3 separate regions of the Gossypium hirsutum genome follow, and all the other regions are linked to region 3. Evidence: chromatin contacts called from public Hi-C data. All regions are on one chromosome and are shown on one strand. Each heading gives the region's core, a stretch centred on a gene start, on an enhancer-like site or on the middle of the called end of the contact. The rest is flanking DNA. Distances are from core to core; before and after follow the strand shown.

Evidence for each region. Hi-C and Micro-C count contacts between places; a contact is called where the count stands out from the background.
Region 1: a contact with region 3 is called in a Hi-C map of leaf, with 2.4 times the contacts expected there. The contact joins the promoter of LOC107933192 here to the promoter of LOC107933212 in region 3.
Region 2: a Hi-C map of leaf shows a contact between it and region 3, with 4 times the contacts expected there. The contact joins the enhancer-like site here to the promoter of LOC107933212 in region 3. A contact is called at or near these places in 4 of 34 Hi-C or Micro-C datasets (all in leaf).

The regions. Positions count from the first base shown.
Region 1 is chrA12:18,877,313-18,880,392 of Gossypium_hirsutum_v2.1, forward strand. LOC107933192 (transcription factor HHO5) reads left to right here and starts at 1,570. Exons shown (of 5, transcript XM_016865361.2): 1 at 1,570-2,065; 2 at 2,155-2,354; 3 at 2,481-2,838; 4 at 3,066-3,080. The coding sequence starts at 1,867.
Region 2 is chrA12:18,857,100-18,860,124 of Gossypium_hirsutum_v2.1, forward strand. No RefSeq gene overlaps it. Among protein-coding and RNA genes, the nearest start is that of LOC107933192, 20 kb to the right of the region's middle. Within about 2 kb of position 1,727, at least 1 of the 9 cell types and tissues checked has an H3K27ac peak or open chromatin away from gene starts, as enhancers often do. A contact at or near this core is called in leaf, where this site is marked.
Region 3 is chrA12:19,801,742-19,804,672 of Gossypium_hirsutum_v2.1, forward strand. LOC107933212 (50S ribosomal protein L25) reads left to right here and starts at 1,653. Exons shown (of 3, transcript XM_016865377.2): 1 at 1,653-2,118; 2 at 2,213-2,342. The coding sequence starts at 1,762.

The sequences.
Region 1 (3,080 bases), core at 320-2,819, 920 kb before region 3:
TCTAATTTAAATTAATATGAGATAAACAATAAATAAAATATTTTAATTCTTGTAGAACACTAAAAATAAAGAACATTCTTTTACTTGACTTATTGACACTATAAAAAGGACCACCTCTAAGCAATTCAACACAACTTTACAAGTTCGAAATTCCAAAAGTTCGAAAATCGTAGCTTGAAAACCCTTGAAGCTTTACCAATCAAATTGTATCAACATCAAGAAGATAAAACCGATTCTTGAACATCAAGTTTAGAATACTATTAAAGCAAACTTAATCATCCAAGATAAAATTTCAAAGATTTTTGGATTCAAACTATCTCCACACTCATTTTCAAGATTTAGTTTTGACGACTTTTAAAATGAATTTCAATAATTCAGGATCAAAGTCTAGAAGACCCTTGAATCCAAACTAAATAAAATTCTCAAGCAAACAACTCTCCAAACTTGTGTTCAAGATAAAGTCACAATGATCCTTAAAGCAAACAATATCCATTTCAAATGTAATCTATACTACTTTTAAATCAAAACTTTATTAACGAGAAGAATCAAATGATTTGTCTAGAAATTTTAACTCAAAATTCGAATATAAATTTGTTTCCTATTGATTTTAAGTTTTTAAATATTATTTTTGAGGCATAATTTGCATATATAAATACTATTTAATATATTTAAATAATAAAAAGAATCAGTCGGTAATAAAAATGATTTTCCATTTATATAAATTTGATTCCAACTAAAACAGAAACGGTTTTACACAACCATAACATGTGGAAAAATTAAACTAAAAAGAAAAGAAAAAAAGAAAAAGAAAAGAGAAACAAAGGGTTTTGTCGGTCGTGAAATGAAGGGAATCTGGAAAAGCAAAAAAAGAAAAAGAAAAAAGAAAACCAATGAATTATCTTTTATTTCTGGAAGACACCATTCCTTTGTAACGGACGGGTATGAACAAAAGAATCTTTACCCCGCATTAAACGTTCCTGATTCTTATTCTATTTTATATAATTAATAACAAACCAAATTAAATTGCATTGTCAAAAGAATCTTTCACATGCCTGCCACACCTTTTTTTTTAATACTAAAAAAAAGAAGAAAAAATTTTACTAGACAAAAAAAGAAGCCACTTTTTTCTTACTTGGCAACTGTTGTTTAGTATTAGAAAACCCATCATCTCATTTTGCTTTATAATGACAACTTCGTTGGTGTTAGGTTAGAAAAAATTATGTTTAAATATAAAATAGTATTTTAAGAAATTTTATAAATTGAAACTATCAATGACAAAAACGTTTGTAACAAGATTCACAAAATCAATGATTTCCCAGTCAAGCATCTTATCTCATAACTTTGAATACGACGTAGTATTCAATGAATGTTTGGTTAAAAGTTAAAAAGTTATGAAAGACTAGGTTGAGGGTACTGTTGATTTGATCTCTTAATTTAGAAGGAGATGGAAAAGACAGAATTACCGTGTAAAAATCAAATGGGGAAAGCATCCCAAAGACGTGGGAAAACTGTTTTATTTTCTGCTCTATTTTTAAAAAGGGTTGAGACATTCAATCCACAGTCCACACCTAACCTAAGAATCTTAACACACTGTAATTTCATTTCCAATTATTAAAAAAAAGGGCTCAATTTTTTCAACAATTCTCCGCGTGCTTCGTACGGAACCTAAAACAACCCGCCGAGTGAAACAACCGAGTCACCGAGTTTATAGCTTTAATATACGCGACGACCCGTTTGGGGGCGAATCTTGAATCTTTCTTACATTTCTATATAAAAAAAACATGACTTGCTGTTCCTTGTCATGTTTATCCTGGAAATGATAGAAAAAGAGAGGAAAACAGGAAAATAGAAGAATAAAGGAAAATAATGGAGTTCAGCTTGGATTTGAGTTTGGTTTATGTACCGAAAACTATATCTGAGTTTCTGAAAGAAGTTTCGAAGATAAAAAATGGGTTTCAAAGGCTATCCAAGATTACGGATTATCTTCAAAGATTGGAAGATGAGATGAAGAAAATTGATGCCTTTAAACGTGAACTTCCTCTTTGCATGCTTCTTCTCAAAGATGGTATTTTTAAAAAAATATATATTGTTTTAATTCTGAGTTTCACTTTTTTGTGGGATTTAATTTGATTTTCTTTTTTGATTTGATTTTAGGGATTGAGAGATTAAAGGAGGAAGAAATACAGTGTAAGGAAATGAATGATGGATCAGTGACCGAGGAAAACGGAAGGGAAACTATGGATAACGATGGCGGTGATAAGAAAAACTGGATGAGTTCAGTTCAGCTATGGAACTCTAATTTTAACAACGTTGATCCCCACAACAAACCCAACACAGTTCCAGAACTGAAACTGGTAATGTCCAAGCTAACTGTTTTCTTCTTCTTCTTCTTCTTCTTCTTCTTCTTCTTTTTTCCTTCTTTTTGAATCTTATTTTAAGGGGAAAATAGTTTAAATGTTTCCGGATTTGGAATTTGACAGACAAGTGAAGAAGGAGAAGATGGGTCTGAGAGTGAGAACCCAATTGAAATTTGTAATAAGCAAAGAAAGGGAGGGGCTTTTGTTCCATTTAAGGAACAAGCTGATAAGAAAGTTTCAGGGCTTTCCCTTATGACCCCAAGTTCTGAATTGGCTTCATGTATCTTGAAGAACAATGGCGGCTGCCGAATTGGTTCAGGCTTATATGCACAACAAAATCAAATTAAGTTTCAGACGAAGTCACAAATCCGACATGAGGAACAACCGCAGCAGCAGAATTCTAGGAAACAAAGGCGGTGCTGGTCGCCTGAGCTCCATAGACGATTTGTTGAGGCACTTCAACAGCTTGGAGGCTCTCAAGGTTAGACCTTTTTGATGTGTTTATTTACTTTTTTTTTTTAAGTAGTAGTGGTATTTAAGTTGAATTGAAAAACCCTTTTTGTTGTCTTTTATGAACAAAGGATTGGAATCTGGTTCTTTTTGAGAAAATACATGAATCAAGATCTTTTTTCTGAAAATATTCTGATTTGAGTTCTTTTGGAATCTATAGTTTTTAAATATGCCTGATTGGTTTATTGTGTTCGACAGTGGCCACTCCTAAGC
Region 2 (3,025 bases), core at 477-2,976, 940 kb before region 3:
GAGTTCGAATCAAGTTGAGTTTTTGAATTCGAATAATTTGAATAATTCAAATATCAAACTATAATATTTTACATTTTTACTCCAAACTCCCAAACCTTTTTATTTTTCTCTCAAAACTTTTATTCCTTCTCACTTTTCCCTCAAAATTTTTACTCCCCTCCTATCCTAATCCCCTCATCTACCCAAAATCCATTTCCCACCAAAATTTTACTCTCCCATTTACTTTTCCTCAAAATTTTACTCCGCAAAACCCTTAAAGCTTTTTATTTTCTCCCTAAATTTTTACTTCCTCTCACTTTCCTCCTAAAACTTTTACTTCCTTCTCATCCCACCCCCTATCTACCCCAAACCCATCCCCCCATTTTTTTAATATTTTTCCTCCAAAATTTTACTCTCCTATTTATTTTCCCTCAAACTTTTACTCTCTAAAACTTTTTATTTTCCCCCTAAACATTTACTTTTCACTCTTTACTCCCAAATAAAAAATCAAAATTATCCAAAAAAAATCCCTAAACGTAAATAGTAATAATTTTATTTATATCTACTATTTATATTATTAAATTAAATTTCATATTTTATATTATTTATATTATTGAATTGTTTAGTCATATTAAATATTTATATTAAAATTGAATTATTAATGATGCCATAAAATATTCATGTTAAAATTTTATATCGGTATCAATTTCACATTTTATCTTTAAAATAACTTTTATTAAAAAATCACATTTTTACATTTAATATATTTTTTAATTCCAAAATATATAGTGGCAAGAATATGAAGATAATTGAAACAACTAAGCAAGCAAAGAAGCTAACCCGTATATAAAAGATTAATAAATAAATTATGAGGTGATGAAAGGTAATAAAAAAATTTGATTACGGTGGATAAATTTTATTACGATGGGTGACAGTGGTTATAAGGACCCAAAATTATTTTTTAAAATTTAACTCGAACAAATATATTCGATTTAATTCGATTCGAATTCCATCTCACTCGACTCGATTCGAGAAAATTTCAAATTAAATTAAGATGATAAAATATGATTTTTTAACTCGATTAACTCAAAATTTTTTTATTCGATTCGATCGAATGCTCACCTCTAGTGGCCGTGGCAAGTTTGGTTTCATCATGGATTGCGTGAAGTCGACAATGTGGCTAATAGTTTAGGAAAAAATAACTTGAGGCTTCGTTCACGATTTAGATGCTAGAAGATTTACCAGACAAACTAAGAGACAATCTTGAACGGGATCGCATTAGACCCCTTTATTGATTTGCTTATGTTTAATTAGTTTATGTTTGTTGTTTTCCTGTTTATTAAAAAAAAAAAGAGGGGGTCAAAACTTAAACAAATGATAGTTAATTAAAATAACCAAACCTAAACAAAATTTCTTTGTAGGATTTCGGTATTCTTCTAAGAAATAATTTCTGTTTTTCTTTTTTTTTTCATGTCAATTTTATAGAATTTTTTTTTAATTGGGGAGGTTCTTTCAGATTTCGTACTTTGTTTTTTTTTTAAATTTAAATCATTCACAACACCTTTTTACCATTTTAAAATTTAAAATTTGCCTAATTTTTTATTTAAATTTTGAAAAGAAATGTTATTATAGCCTTATAAACTTGATAAAGGGACGGCACACTAAAATTGTTAAAGGGTAGAAACCCTAATTTTGCCTTATGATTGGATTTAGAGACGGGCCAGGTCTGCATCAAACTTTGAAAACAGGCCAAAATGATCCATTATCAGACTAAAAGGGCCAAAACTAGACCATTTTCAGACCTCAAATCAGGCTTTAAAAATGAGCTTCAAAATTGGACCTTATTGTAAAAAAATCTAAATTGGGCACATTGGACCTTATGGAAAATATTAAAATTCAGTTTTTGCACCGGGTCAAATAATGATAATTAAAAATTAATTTTAAAACAAAATTGAATTTAGTTTTAAAAATTCAATTTTATTTAAAAAACAATTTCTAAATATCTCTTTTATTTAAAAATATCCACACTTCCCTGTCAAATTCTCATTAAGATAATAATTGATTAAATATTTTATCAGACCCAAAATGAATTTAGACCTGAATAAAATAAATTCAAATCAAACCAAAATAATATTTCCAATTAAAAATTAATTGAAAACTTAATTTAACTTTAAATCAAAATTTAATTTTATCCAAAGTTAAACTAAAAATTCAATTTGGTCCTTTAAATTCATTTTAAAATCTAAAATTAGAATAAAATTCAACTTAGTGTTGATTTCAACTTGTCTAAAGCCAATTCATTACATAATTTGGGTCAAAGGGCTCAGACAAAATTAGGTGCTTACAATTATGTATATTTGTGGGTTTAACTTAGAAATGGTGCTATTTTATGTGAGTAAAAGAAATAAAAATAATACAAAAATATTTAAATAATAATTATTGATACCCTAACAAAAATGTAAACAATTTTGATTAATTAGATTGTGGTAGAGATTTTAGAACTCATATATAACTAGTTAAGATATTTAGGAGAATGATTTTTTTTAAATAAGTTAAATTACATATATAATTCTTTTAATACATTATTTGTTTTAAAATTTTGATCATTCAGTAATTTCTTAATTTAGTTATGCTCGATTAATTTGTAACATCAACTTAATTAAAAGTTTGAATAATAGTATAAAAATCTTAACTTTAAATGCTAAAAGTTGTATCGATAAGGACTTGACATTGTTAGCAAAAGTTAGGCCTTCGGGCCCTTAAATACCTAGTTTCTGGCCCACCATGCATAATTGCCACATGTTTTTTTTTTTCATTTGTGTTTTTGTCAAGGTAGATGATACCATATTAGCGGATGTACTGTTTTTCTATCATTTCAGGTTTATCTTTATTTTAAAAAATATTTAATATATGTATATAAAAAATATTTACAAATATCAAATAATAAGGTTAAATAAATTTCAAACATAAAATACTCGTCAAAAATAAATTTTTAATTGAAGTGGTAAAAAAAATATTTTTAAAAAGTTTGCCATGGGTTCAAATC
Region 3 (2,931 bases), core at 403-2,902:
CTTAAACAATATCCAAAATTCGGAATAAATAAATAATAAAATAATAAAACTTAATAAATACAATTTTAGGTTCATATATAATAAAAATTAAGCATAAAAATCAAACCCGATATTATTTAAACTAGAATTAAAAGTCTAAAACTCATAATTTCCATAATAATCTCGCCTAAAAATTTTGCTCGTGTATTCTTCACTAAAATGGTCATAACTTGAGCTCCCGTACTTGAAATTTAGTGATTTAAAGTGCATTAAAAAGCTAAGAGATAGATATTAAACATATGGTTAATAAAAAAGAAGTAAATAATAAACTTATCTTCACCATTTAAGTAAATTTAACCATATGTTTAGTATTTGCTTCTTTTCCGTTAACCATATATTTTGTTATTTTTTTAAATTATTTTTTTGTTTTATTTAGTTATTCTTTATTTTAGTAAATTTAACCATATGTTTAGTTTTTTTCTAAATTCAATTATTATTTTTATTTAGTTTTCCACATAATGTTAGACTAGATGGTTAAGAGAAAAAAATTCTACGTGTCAAATTTTCATTAGTTGGTTTAATAATTTAATAATTGTGTTAACACTAAGTTCCATAATATGACACATATTGATGGATCAAGTACTACATTGGACATTTTATGAAAGTACAAATATTAAATGTGGCATTATTCCAGAAAATTATTATTTAAGGTAAATATAAATTTAATATGAAACATAATTAATTATTTTACATATACTAGAAATTTTATTTCACGCGTATGCATGTGGAAATTTTATCTCACACTTATGCATGTGGAAACTACGTATTTAGGATACATTGATACATTTATAAATAACATACAATAAACAATGAAATGTAATATTTGAAATTAGAAATAATAACACATATGGAATATATACCAAATGTTACTTTAGTTGAAATATCAAAGTTGGAAGAGGGTATGTTTGGTGTTTTGGGTTCAAATCCCATTTTAAGTTCAATATTTTCTAGATTAAAAAAAAGAGAGAGAGAAATACCATTAAATTAATATTTATTATTTTTTTAAAATAAAGGTATCTTGGTAATTTAATAACTGAGTTGAGACCCAGATTGATACCAACTCAATCAAAATCTTTTATATATGGTAAGTATTAATATACAATGGGGTGATAAATTGTTTATATTAAAATAAAATTGTATAAATATTATTAACATGAAACTTTTATTGAATGATAAATTTTAAATTTTATTAATTCAATTGGTATGGATTCAAATTCTATCATATACATATTTTTATTTTTATTGGCTTTTGTTAAAATTAAAAGACTAAAATATCTTAAAATAATTTAATTTAATTTAATTACGGAAGAACATTTCTGTAATTTTTCTAATCGAATTGGTATTGATTTAACTCATAACATTTCCTCAATTAAGGAGTTAAATAATAATATATATAATTAAATATAATATCTTTCTTTTATCATTTTATACTTTCACCTCACTATTATTTTTGCGATTGAATCAAATGTTTATTTTACCACTAATTTTAATATCACCCCTACTGTCTAAATCTCACTGCTGAGGCCTTGTTCTTCCAAAACCAACATTTGGGCTTTGTAGATGTTTTCATCGTCAGATTTAAGGTATATTAGACTAAAAACTTACCCCGAATTTGGCCCAGATTATTAAAACCCTAATACCTAACCATGCTCAAAACCCTCATTTCACTCACAGCACTCAACAGCACAAACTCTGCTGAAGTCCATTACAGTTTCCGACCAAATGTTCAGGTTGTGGCGCGGCCTGAAAACGGTGGTCCGAACATCACCGGCAAATACACACCATTACCACACCATCCAAGCTATCCCACGAGAATGCACCGGCAGCCGTATCTCGAGCCGTGACAGAGCCCAAGGTAGAATCCCTGCTGTGGTTTTCTCTCAAGGCTTGCTCGAGAAAAATCCAAGCAACCGTTCCCCGTCCAGGAAACAAATTCTTACTGCCGAAAGAAAGCAGATTCGATCCATTATCAAGTCCGTTCAACTCCCTTTCTTTTGTTCCACTAGGTTCCAGCTTCAGATCCGGGCCGGTTCTGGCTCTTCTGTCTTACTTGAATCCGGGACGGTTTTACCCATCAAGGCAAGTTTTTTACTTTTCCCCGCTTTCTTTTTTTTTATTAGTAGCTTTTATTGTTCCCCAAGTTCAAATTTTCTTATTTGGGTTGCTTTTATAGATTCATAGGGACGAAGAGAGTGGTAAAATATTGAATTTGGTGTTTGTTTGGGCGGATGAAGGGACTGAGTTGAAGGTTGATGTGCCTGTAGTTTTCAAAGGATTAGAGGATTGCCCTGGTCTTAAGAAAGGTATGCAATTTAGTGCAATTGTCCCCATTTGATCTTCTTATTGATGTTAATTTTTTGCAAGATTTAGATTTTACTATATGATAGGCAACTTGCTTGTTCATTGCTTCTTTTAAATGAAAAATGTTATATATGCTAACTATCTGAAATTGTTGGGTAAAGGAAGTAATTAGAGACTTATGTCTTGTGATTATACTTGGTTTAGCAATTCACTAATGTTGATAATACCAGGTATCATAATAAAACACATATTGATAGATCAGGTACCATATTGGACATTTTCAAATATAGGTATCACATTGGATATTTTATGAAAGCACAGGTACCATAAGAGAACACATATTGATAGTTCAGATACCACATTGGACATTTTCAAAGTAAATGTACTACATTGAATATTTTATGAAAGTACAAGTACCAAATGCGACATTATCTCATATATTAATATGATATTGGAACTTCTGGGGTTTATAAATCACATTTTATAATGATCTGTTATAGATAATAAGATTAGATGCTACAATTTGTTATTTAGTTTTATGTCATCGGATTTTGTTAAAATTATACATTAATGTTTTCTCCATTAGTTTTT